Linked DNA regions of Hordeum vulgare: region 1 is linked to region 2. The links are chromatin contacts, called in public Hi-C maps. All regions are on one chromosome and are shown on one strand. The core of a region is the stretch at or near the end of the contact, and the rest is flanking DNA. Distances in the headings are between cores, read along the strand shown. Region 1 holds the start of LOC123427013 (SWI/SNF complex subunit SWI3A homolog). Region 2 holds the start of LOC123427012 (eukaryotic translation initiation factor 4B1).

Evidence for each region. Hi-C and Micro-C count contacts between places; a contact is called where the count stands out from the background.
Region 1: a Hi-C map of seedling shows a contact between it and region 2, with 4 times the contacts expected there. The contact joins the promoter of LOC123427013 here to the promoter of LOC123427012 in region 2. A contact is called at or near these places in 2 of 6 Hi-C or Micro-C datasets (seedling and an unstated tissue).

What each region holds. Positions count from the first base shown.
Region 1 is chr2H:528,606,653-528,610,890 of MorexV3_pseudomolecules_assembly, forward strand. LOC123427013 (SWI/SNF complex subunit SWI3A homolog) reads left to right here and starts at 2,385. Exons shown (of 7, transcript XM_045110943.1): 1 at 2,385-2,661; 2 at 2,769-3,295. The coding sequence starts at 2,571.
Region 2 is chr2H:528,367,540-528,371,858 of MorexV3_pseudomolecules_assembly, forward strand. It overlaps LOC123427012 (eukaryotic translation initiation factor 4B1), which reads left to right and starts at 1,735. Exons shown (of 3, transcript XM_045110941.1): 1 at 1,735-3,146. The coding sequence starts at 1,948.

The DNA.
Region 1 (4,238 bases), core at 1,135-3,634, 240 kb after region 2:
CAATTCAGAGTGAAATATATAGTCATCATCTAGTATGGGTCTTTCTTTCCCATTTTGGGTCGGGCCTTCTCGGGTCAAATAAAAGGCATAATTAAAATGGTGCTAGTGCCATCGAATGGGCTTGTGTTACGAATTAAGTGCTACCGTTGATGCACTCATTACAAGCCTTTTTCACTCACAATGATTTCTAGACTATAGGAACAAATAAAAGGCATAATTAAAATGGTATGTACAAATGAATGCCACAGGAATAGTATAAGCCCCGGGAGTTAGCACTAAAGTGTTTAAAAAACATAGGAACTATACAAAGAGGTTCGAGGTTGAAACTATCCTCCAAAATGAAGTGCAAATGATTTTTTAGGAAAAGTTTCACGGAATTCGTTTCCTATGGGAATGAAACATCCAATACAAATTTTTAAATTAAAATCCTTCAAAAATTCTATGTGAAGCAAAGAAGCCGTACATAGAGAGAAACAATGAGAAGACAAGTAGCAATGTCACAAATTCATTCTTTATTTTGTCATGACATGCAAAGCCATTCCTAATAGTTGCATTTTCACTTGGAATTGAATTGGACTGGAAATTACAAAGCCAAGATGGAAAGGAAATGGGCTCCAATTTGAATTCTATTGTTTGGTTTTGCATGGAATTTACTGTTGGAATAACAGGGTAGCACCCAATTCCAATTGCTTTTTGGATGTACAAACCATGGAATTCCAAATTCGAGTTCTCCTAGGGACACCACAAAAATTTTGGGGTTGTACACGGGAGGGGATGGCGGCACTCCAACCGTCCTTCCACTACCACCGTCGTTCCCCTCCCAACGACCTATTCCCGCTACAAATCCCCTACAATCTAGGGTTTGAGGGCCTCGTCGGATGAGGTCGTTCCATGGCCAAAGAACACATGGAAGAGGATGAGGGGACAGATGGGAGGGAAGGGACGAATGCGAGCAGGAGAGGAGGGCCGAAGAACTGACAGCCGCCGCCGGTTGCTTGAGGGAAGTCGGGAGTGAGATGGGGTCGCAGCGAGAGGAGCTCATCCAGGAACGAGCGAATAGGTAGGGCGTGCGGGGCATTTCCGAGCCTTTCCGGGCTCGTCCTCTCAGAAACCTTGTGCGAGGGTGGACGTGCGCTGGTGCATCGCTTGGAATTGGGCCAAGTTTTCCAAGCCCAATTCTTGTACCACCCCAAACAACAGGATTTGGCCTGGCAATTCCAGATTGCCAATTCCAAGCAGTTTTTCCTACATCCAAACAGGTGGTTAGGCCTATTAATAGGGATTCCTTGCCTCAAGGACAAAAACGTCTTTAATTTCGTTGTCTTTGCAACCCTTTCTTCTTCATACTGAGCATTGCTTAGATGATTAGTTTTCCTTGTGATAAACCAATCTGCAAGAGTTCAAGTTTTAGAATCGTGAGAGGTGCTCGTATTTTTCTGAATTAATTTAACACTACCTAACGATGATGGTTCATTAGGAGACTATGTTTTCGTTGACTATGGCATGCATTTGGTGATTTCATCAATTTCAAAGGAACGAAAAAACCCAGTCAAGACGACTGGAAGGTCCAAGCAAGCGAAAAAAAGAACCCAAATGGATTTTTGATTCGGAAAGAGTGAAGAAGCATAGTGTGCTTCCCTATAAAAGTGAAAAGAACTTATGTGCTTCTTGTTTTTTTACGTTTTTTGGGGTTTGGAGTTTTCCTTTTTATATTTCCACTTTGTTACGATTCTACTCTTTTTTTGTTTTAACTTTTCTTTTGGATATATTTTGTCCCAACCTAACTGACTAAAATGAAATCCAGTTCTAAAAATCTCGACGCGAAAAATGCAACGATTAAAATGGTTAGTGATTTGAACACATAGTTCAAGAGATAAAATGTCAAAAAAACAATGAATTAAAAGAAGCACAAGACTTTTGGATTACGACAAGTGTCACTTGTCACTACAAAACGAGATGTAAGAGATGTGATCGAACTTTTCAAAGGGTACCATCTTTTTGTCTTTTGAGTCGGAGCAAAGGGTACCATCTAACTAGTGATTTCAAACACAGTTCAAAAACTACTGATCTCGGAATAGGGCTGACCATCTTTTTTTAACTTTTTTAACTTGTATTTTTGTAGCAAAGATACATATTATCTTTCTTTATTTTTTCTCCCCCAACCCCCAACCCCGCAAAAAAAAACATAACCTTTTATTAGGGGTATAAAAAAGCATAATTGTTTTTTTATTTTGAAGGAAACCGAACTGAGGATTTGGACGCTGCACCGTGACGGCCCAAAACTAGTTAACGAAGGCCCCATATCACTAGACCCGACGACCACGAGCCCCACGCGGCAGGCACCCCACGCGCACGCGCACCAACAAAATCTCGCCAAGCACCGCAACACCCCTCGTACTCTCGTCTCGGACAACACCGCACCGTCTCCTTCCTCCCCTCTCCCCCGAAAACGAGACCGCGACACCTTAGCTTAAAAATCCACCCCTTAATTGCAGATCCGACGGCCCAGATCTCTCCTGCCCGCATCGCCCCGTCCAATCCCCCTGCCCCCCTCTTCCCGCCCTCCCCCCATGTCGCCGGCGGCGGCCGGCGCCGCCTCCTCCGGCGAAGCGCCGCCGTCGCGCCCGCCGCGCGAGCTCTACACCATCCCCGCCTCGTCCGGTAAGCGCCCCCTCCCCGACCCTTGCTCCTACTAGGGTTATATGCCCGGGCCGCGTGGGCCGGAAAGCTCGGCCGCCTCACCAATTGCGCGTCCTCCGCCCCCGCAGGTTGGTTCCGCTGGGACGACATCCACGAGACGGAGCGCCAGGCGCTCCCGGACTTCTTCGGCGGCGCCGGCGGCACCGGCTTCGGGACGGCGTCGCGGAACCCCCGGATCTACCGCGAGTACCGCGACTACATCATCAACAAGTACCGGGAGGACCCCGCCCGCCGCCTCACCTTCACCGAGGTCCGCAAGGCGCTCGTCGGCGACGCCACGCTCCTCCGGAAGCTCTTTGGCTTCCTAGACGCCTTCGGCCTAATCAACTTCTCCGCCACCTCGTCCCGCCCCGCGGCGCAGCAGCCTGGGCCTGGCGCCGTCGTAGAGGCGCCCCTGGGCTTGCAGGTGACGCCACGCCCGCCGGCGTCCTACTTCGCGGAGGAGAGACTGGGAGGAGGGACCGGGGACGGCGCCTTCCGCTTGCCTCAGCTCACCTCGTACACCGATGTGTTCGGGGAGTGGGCGCCCGGGAAGGGGCCGATATGTGGCTTCTGCGGCGAGGAGTGCAAGGACGGCAAAGTGGAAACCTTGAAGGTACTACCATTTTTTGTTATTTTGTACTATCACTAGACTGTGTTCTGTGCTCAAGCCATTCTTTGATGACCAAGTGATCTACTGATCTATCTCCACATGCTGAACCGAATTGTTCGCGACATTGATTGCTGACTTGCTATCACACCAAAGCCTTATTGGTCATAGCTCCGACAGAAGGACTCTCATCCAACATCTCAAACACACTGAAATGACTCTCTATGCTCTGCTCCTATACAAGATTGGGACGCTATCGATTGCTTCTTGCTCCTCCAAGGATACAAAGTTCCCTCCCACAAGGACACCCTTGACGTTGATCTCGTATCGTCAAGGCAATTGGACCGATCAGCATCATATATAATTTCGATGTATAGGCAATCATTTTTATTGAACCATGTGCTTCCCGAGACTTCCCGCCAAATATCTCAGTATTCGATGAGATGCTTCCAGATATCCAGTATCCGGATTATGCGGGGAAGGTCAATAAATACTCCCAAGGGCAACAATAACCTACCAAAGCCAGCCAACGATAGTATTTATACTCCACCCTCTCAAACTAGCCGTTGGAAGGCTGAACCGGTGTAGAATTGTAGAGGCTGACTGACTCTGAACCACCGGTACGGCCTGCTTCGAGCCCAACGGGCAGTAAACTAGCAGTCGAAGACCAAACCGGTGCAACTGACACTAGCACACCTGTTCAGCCACTTTAGATGGCATGTTGATCCTGCGAGCAGAGTAGTGCAACTACAATGGTTGAACCGACACTGAGCTACTGGTACAACCGGTAAATATGCTGACCTTGACAGATGAGGCGCAGTGGCTCAGTTGCCCCCCACCCCCTTCCCAGACAAGCCCTCTATCCCCTTCCTTCAAGATCAACAATAACAATGCCTTCCTCGATCAAATTAAGTAGTTTCTGGCACTCTTTAACTCGATGTCATTTGGC
Region 2 (4,319 bases), core at 485-2,984:
CCTAATGATGTGATCCTGTTATCAAGTGACGACACTTGTCTATGGCTAGGAAACCTTGACCATCTTTGATCAACGAGCTAGTCAACTAGAGGCTCACTAGGGACAGTGTGTTGTCTATGTATCCACATATGTATTTGAGTTTCAATCAATACAATTCTAGCATGGATAATAAACGATTATCATGAACAAGGAAATATAATAATAACTATTTTATTATTGCCTCTAGGGCATATTTCCAACAGAAAGTAATTGATCCAATCTGAGATTTATTATGTGTTATTTCATAGCTATGCATGCTTTCTAATGTATAAGTTTGTTATGGCCAAGTAGATGAGTAGATCTTTAGAGGGAGTGTTGCATACTTGTAGGTTCAATCATGCGGTGTCCTCATTCTGTCTCGGGAGGAGTACCAAGACACGTATTCATATTGTTGCTATTAAGGATAAAATGATGGGGTCTAGACATATTATTTGGTCTTGGTTTGTCTACATCATGTCATCTTGCTTAAAGCATTACCCTGTTTGTTATGAACTTAATATCGTAGATGCATGCTCGATGACGGTTGATTGATGGAGTAACAATAGTAGGCATTAGTAAGTTTAACGGTATACTTATTGCAGACATAATGCCTATGTATTGATGATGCCATGAATAACGACATGATTATTTGTTTTTCTATCAGTTATCCAATGGTAACATGTTAGGGAAGGAACAATGGTGGCATGCATGATACAATTGACTACGCTTGACGTTCTATACCGTACCAGGTTCCACCCACAAAGAAATATATGAAAATGGTTTAGATATCCGTAGAACGTGTGGGTAGTAATGATTTTGAACACCTTGAGAGCATTCACTGTTTTATTCACGTGTTACCTTTTGCTTAGTTGATTAGACAAAACTACCATTATTATTGTTTTCGCTAGCTACCACTGAGTAGAATATTTTCACATAACGCTTTGGTTGTGAACGTAACCATTTGTGTGTCGACATAGTTGTGTGGTTGGTAGTTAAGTGTGCAATCCCTTCATGTGGGATCAATATACTCTACTTATCGTGAATTGTGATAGCTTCGTGCCCTTGCAGGTCCTCACGAGGGAGTGAAATCTTGATGCCCTGCTCTGGCTAGTAGGTTAGGTCAGGATTGTTAAGTCCTCGCATGTTGATGTTTGAACAGATGACTACGCTTTATCATCGAGTATATCTTTCGGGCTTCGATCCTCCTCGAGCTCGTCCATCTGGACGTAATTGATGGAGCACTGGCATAGAATTCCACCATCTCCTCGTGGCAGTGAGGGTAGTGTTTCTTATCGTGTGAAGAGATTTGATGTGGAGTGTTTCAGATTTGTTGAAAGGGTCAATAAAAGCGACAACGGCTCGAGGGCGGTGGTCCTTGGAGCATGTGTATCAAACTTTTCTGACTGTCATCAACAAAGTTAAACCTTCTCCGATAGAAGAGCGATAATAACAACATCGACGGCTCATTCCGGTGGCGATAGTGATCATTCGGTGAACTCGGAATTTCGATGTAAGTTTTATTATGTTTGAGGTACTCAGTACTTCCGTGAATTTTGATATTAAGTTTGAATCTTTTACAAAACTCTGAATCAAGTACTAATATATAGGTATTTTTAAAATGTATACACGGAAATCACGAGATTTCAGATGATATAAGCATGAGACGCCTTTACGTTGTTTATTATTCCCAGCCGTATACAGACAGGAGAGAACAGAGGAAAGCCGAGCTCGATCCGACGGCGGAGCCACGACCGTCCACGAGTGGGTCACGACGGCCTCCCGTTCCGTCAGAATCAAAAGCACAGCCAACCCCCCAGCTCAGACCCACCCAACCCAACAACGCACCCAAACGAATCGCCCCCTCGATTGTTCGCTCCTGAGCACCGACCCAACCCTAGATCTCGCCAGCAGCAGCGCGAAGCCGACGCCATGGCCAAGCCCTGGGGCGGCGTCGGCGCCTGGGCGCTCGACGCTGAGCGCGAGGACGAGGAGCGCGAGCACGCCGCGTCCTTCCCCGCGCCCGACCCGCCCGCCGCCGCGGGCGGCGCCGCCAGCTTCCCCAGCCTCAAGGAGGCCGTCGTCGCCGGCGGCGGCAAGCAGAAGAAGAAGAAGGGCACCACCCTCTCCCTCTCGGAGTTCACCACCTATGGGGCCGCCGGCGCGCCTCGCCGCGCCGCCCCCGCTGAGCCCAAGGGCCTCACCCCGCAGGAGATGATGATGCTCCCCACCGGCCCAAGGGAGCGCTCCGAGGAAGAGCAGGACCGATCCCGCGGGTTCCGCTCCTATGGCGGCGACAGGGAGCGCGGCGGCGGATTCGACGACGAACGCCGGCCCAGCAGGGATTCGGATCTCGATATGCGCTCCCGCGCCGACGAGTCGGACGACTGGGGCAAGAACAAGAGTTTCTCGCCGGCTCCTACCGACTCTGGCCGGCGTGATAGACTCAGTGGCGCGTCTCCGCTCGGCCGCTCAGATGACATAGACAACTGGTCGCGCGACAAGAAGCCACTCCCGTCGCGCTACCCTAGCCTTGGAACCGGCGGTGGTTTCCGTGAATCACCAGGCGGTGGTTTCCGCGAATCATCTGGTGGTGGTTTCCGCGAATCATCTGGTGGTGGTTTCCGAGAATCATCTGGTGGCGGTTTCCGTGACTCACCAGGGCCATCTGACTCTGATCGCTGGGTCCGCGGTGGCGTCTCTGCCCCTACTATGACCAACAATGGTGATAGGCCGCGCCTCAACCTCAATCCACCAAAACGTGATCCCTCAGCGGCTGCTGTGCCAGCTGCTGAGGTCACACGTAGCAGACCAAGCCCCTTCGGAGCTGCAAAGCCCCGTGAGGAGGTGCTGGCTGAGAAGGGCCTTGATTGGAGGAAGATGGAGGGTGACATTGAGAAGAAAACCAGTCGGCCTACTAGCTCGCACTCCAGTAGGCCGAACAGCGCACATTCCTCCCGCCCTGGGAGCCCTGGATCACAGGTCTCTGCAGTTGGGAGTGAGGGAGCACCAAGAGCACGGCCAAAGGTAAATCCATTCGGTGATGCCAAGCCACGGGAAGTGGTGTTGCAGGAGAAAGGAAAAGACTGGAGGAAAATTGACCTTGAGCTGGAGCATCGTTCAATTAATAGGTATGTTATATTTTAGCCCGCCTCTTGATAACATGTAGTGCTTCTTTTCATAATATATAACTGGAAGTGCTGACATAATGAGTAAGAATGTTATAAACTTGCGCAAAAGAAATAATTTTGCTAAGCAACAACTGGCTGGCCTTTGGCATATCTGAGTATGCTTGCTGTAAGTTTGAAACTGACCACTATGACAAAATTTATATGCAATTTTGTCAGAAAATCAATGCTCAATTTCTAATACATTTGTTTTATAAATCCCACAATAACAAATGTGAAGTTACTTCTGGTGATTTTAGGCATCTTTTCATCTTGGATCGTGGATATTATGAAGTTATCTGAATTGACGTAGAGTATTGTATGTTGAAATTTACATCAATGCTATGGCTAAATATAATATTGTTTGTCCTGAATCTAGTGGTAATATGGAAACCTGTTTGCCTAGACGATTGCATTTAAGCTTTTCGATGTTGTCACTTCCTTGTGGATATGAAAGTATGTAAGCAACTGAGCGAGGGTTGCAGGGAATGCCGGTCATATTCTGCAAGTATAGCATGCCTTTTGGCAATAAATTTATGTCATTGTTTTTTGATGCCATGACCCATGGATAGCAAGCCTTGAATGTAGAGTCTTTTATAGGTTACTGAGATTCTAGAGGTATGTCGAATATTTGTTTTAGTCATATTTTTTTTTCATACAAAATGCTGCATTATGTGATTGTGAGAAGAAGGCTCCCGAAATATTCTTGTCTTGCTAATTTGCTAGTATCCTGTGACCCGAGTTATTTTATTTATTTATTTTCATTTTGTAATCTGCATTCTACTTTAGACATAAAATTTGATAACCACATCATACAAGGTTAAGTAAATTTTATAAAGTTTCTAGCTAATTAACTGCTTACTCCGGTCCATAATTTGATGGAGTATATTTTGAATAACAAAAAAATGTTTATTTTGCCCATTTTTTATATGGGCTTTCTATGTCGTCTCAGTACTTAAGTAGTTTTATTATGCACAATCTGGTTAAGTGTTGGCTAATTTTGTTCATGTGCTTCGCTGGTGACAGTTTACAATTACGGCATTTGTTTCTGTCTCCTTTAGGGCCTTTGTGTTAATAATCTGAATGCGAATCATTTTAGCTGGACTTGTTATTGCTTTATTTGCTACTCCCTCCGTA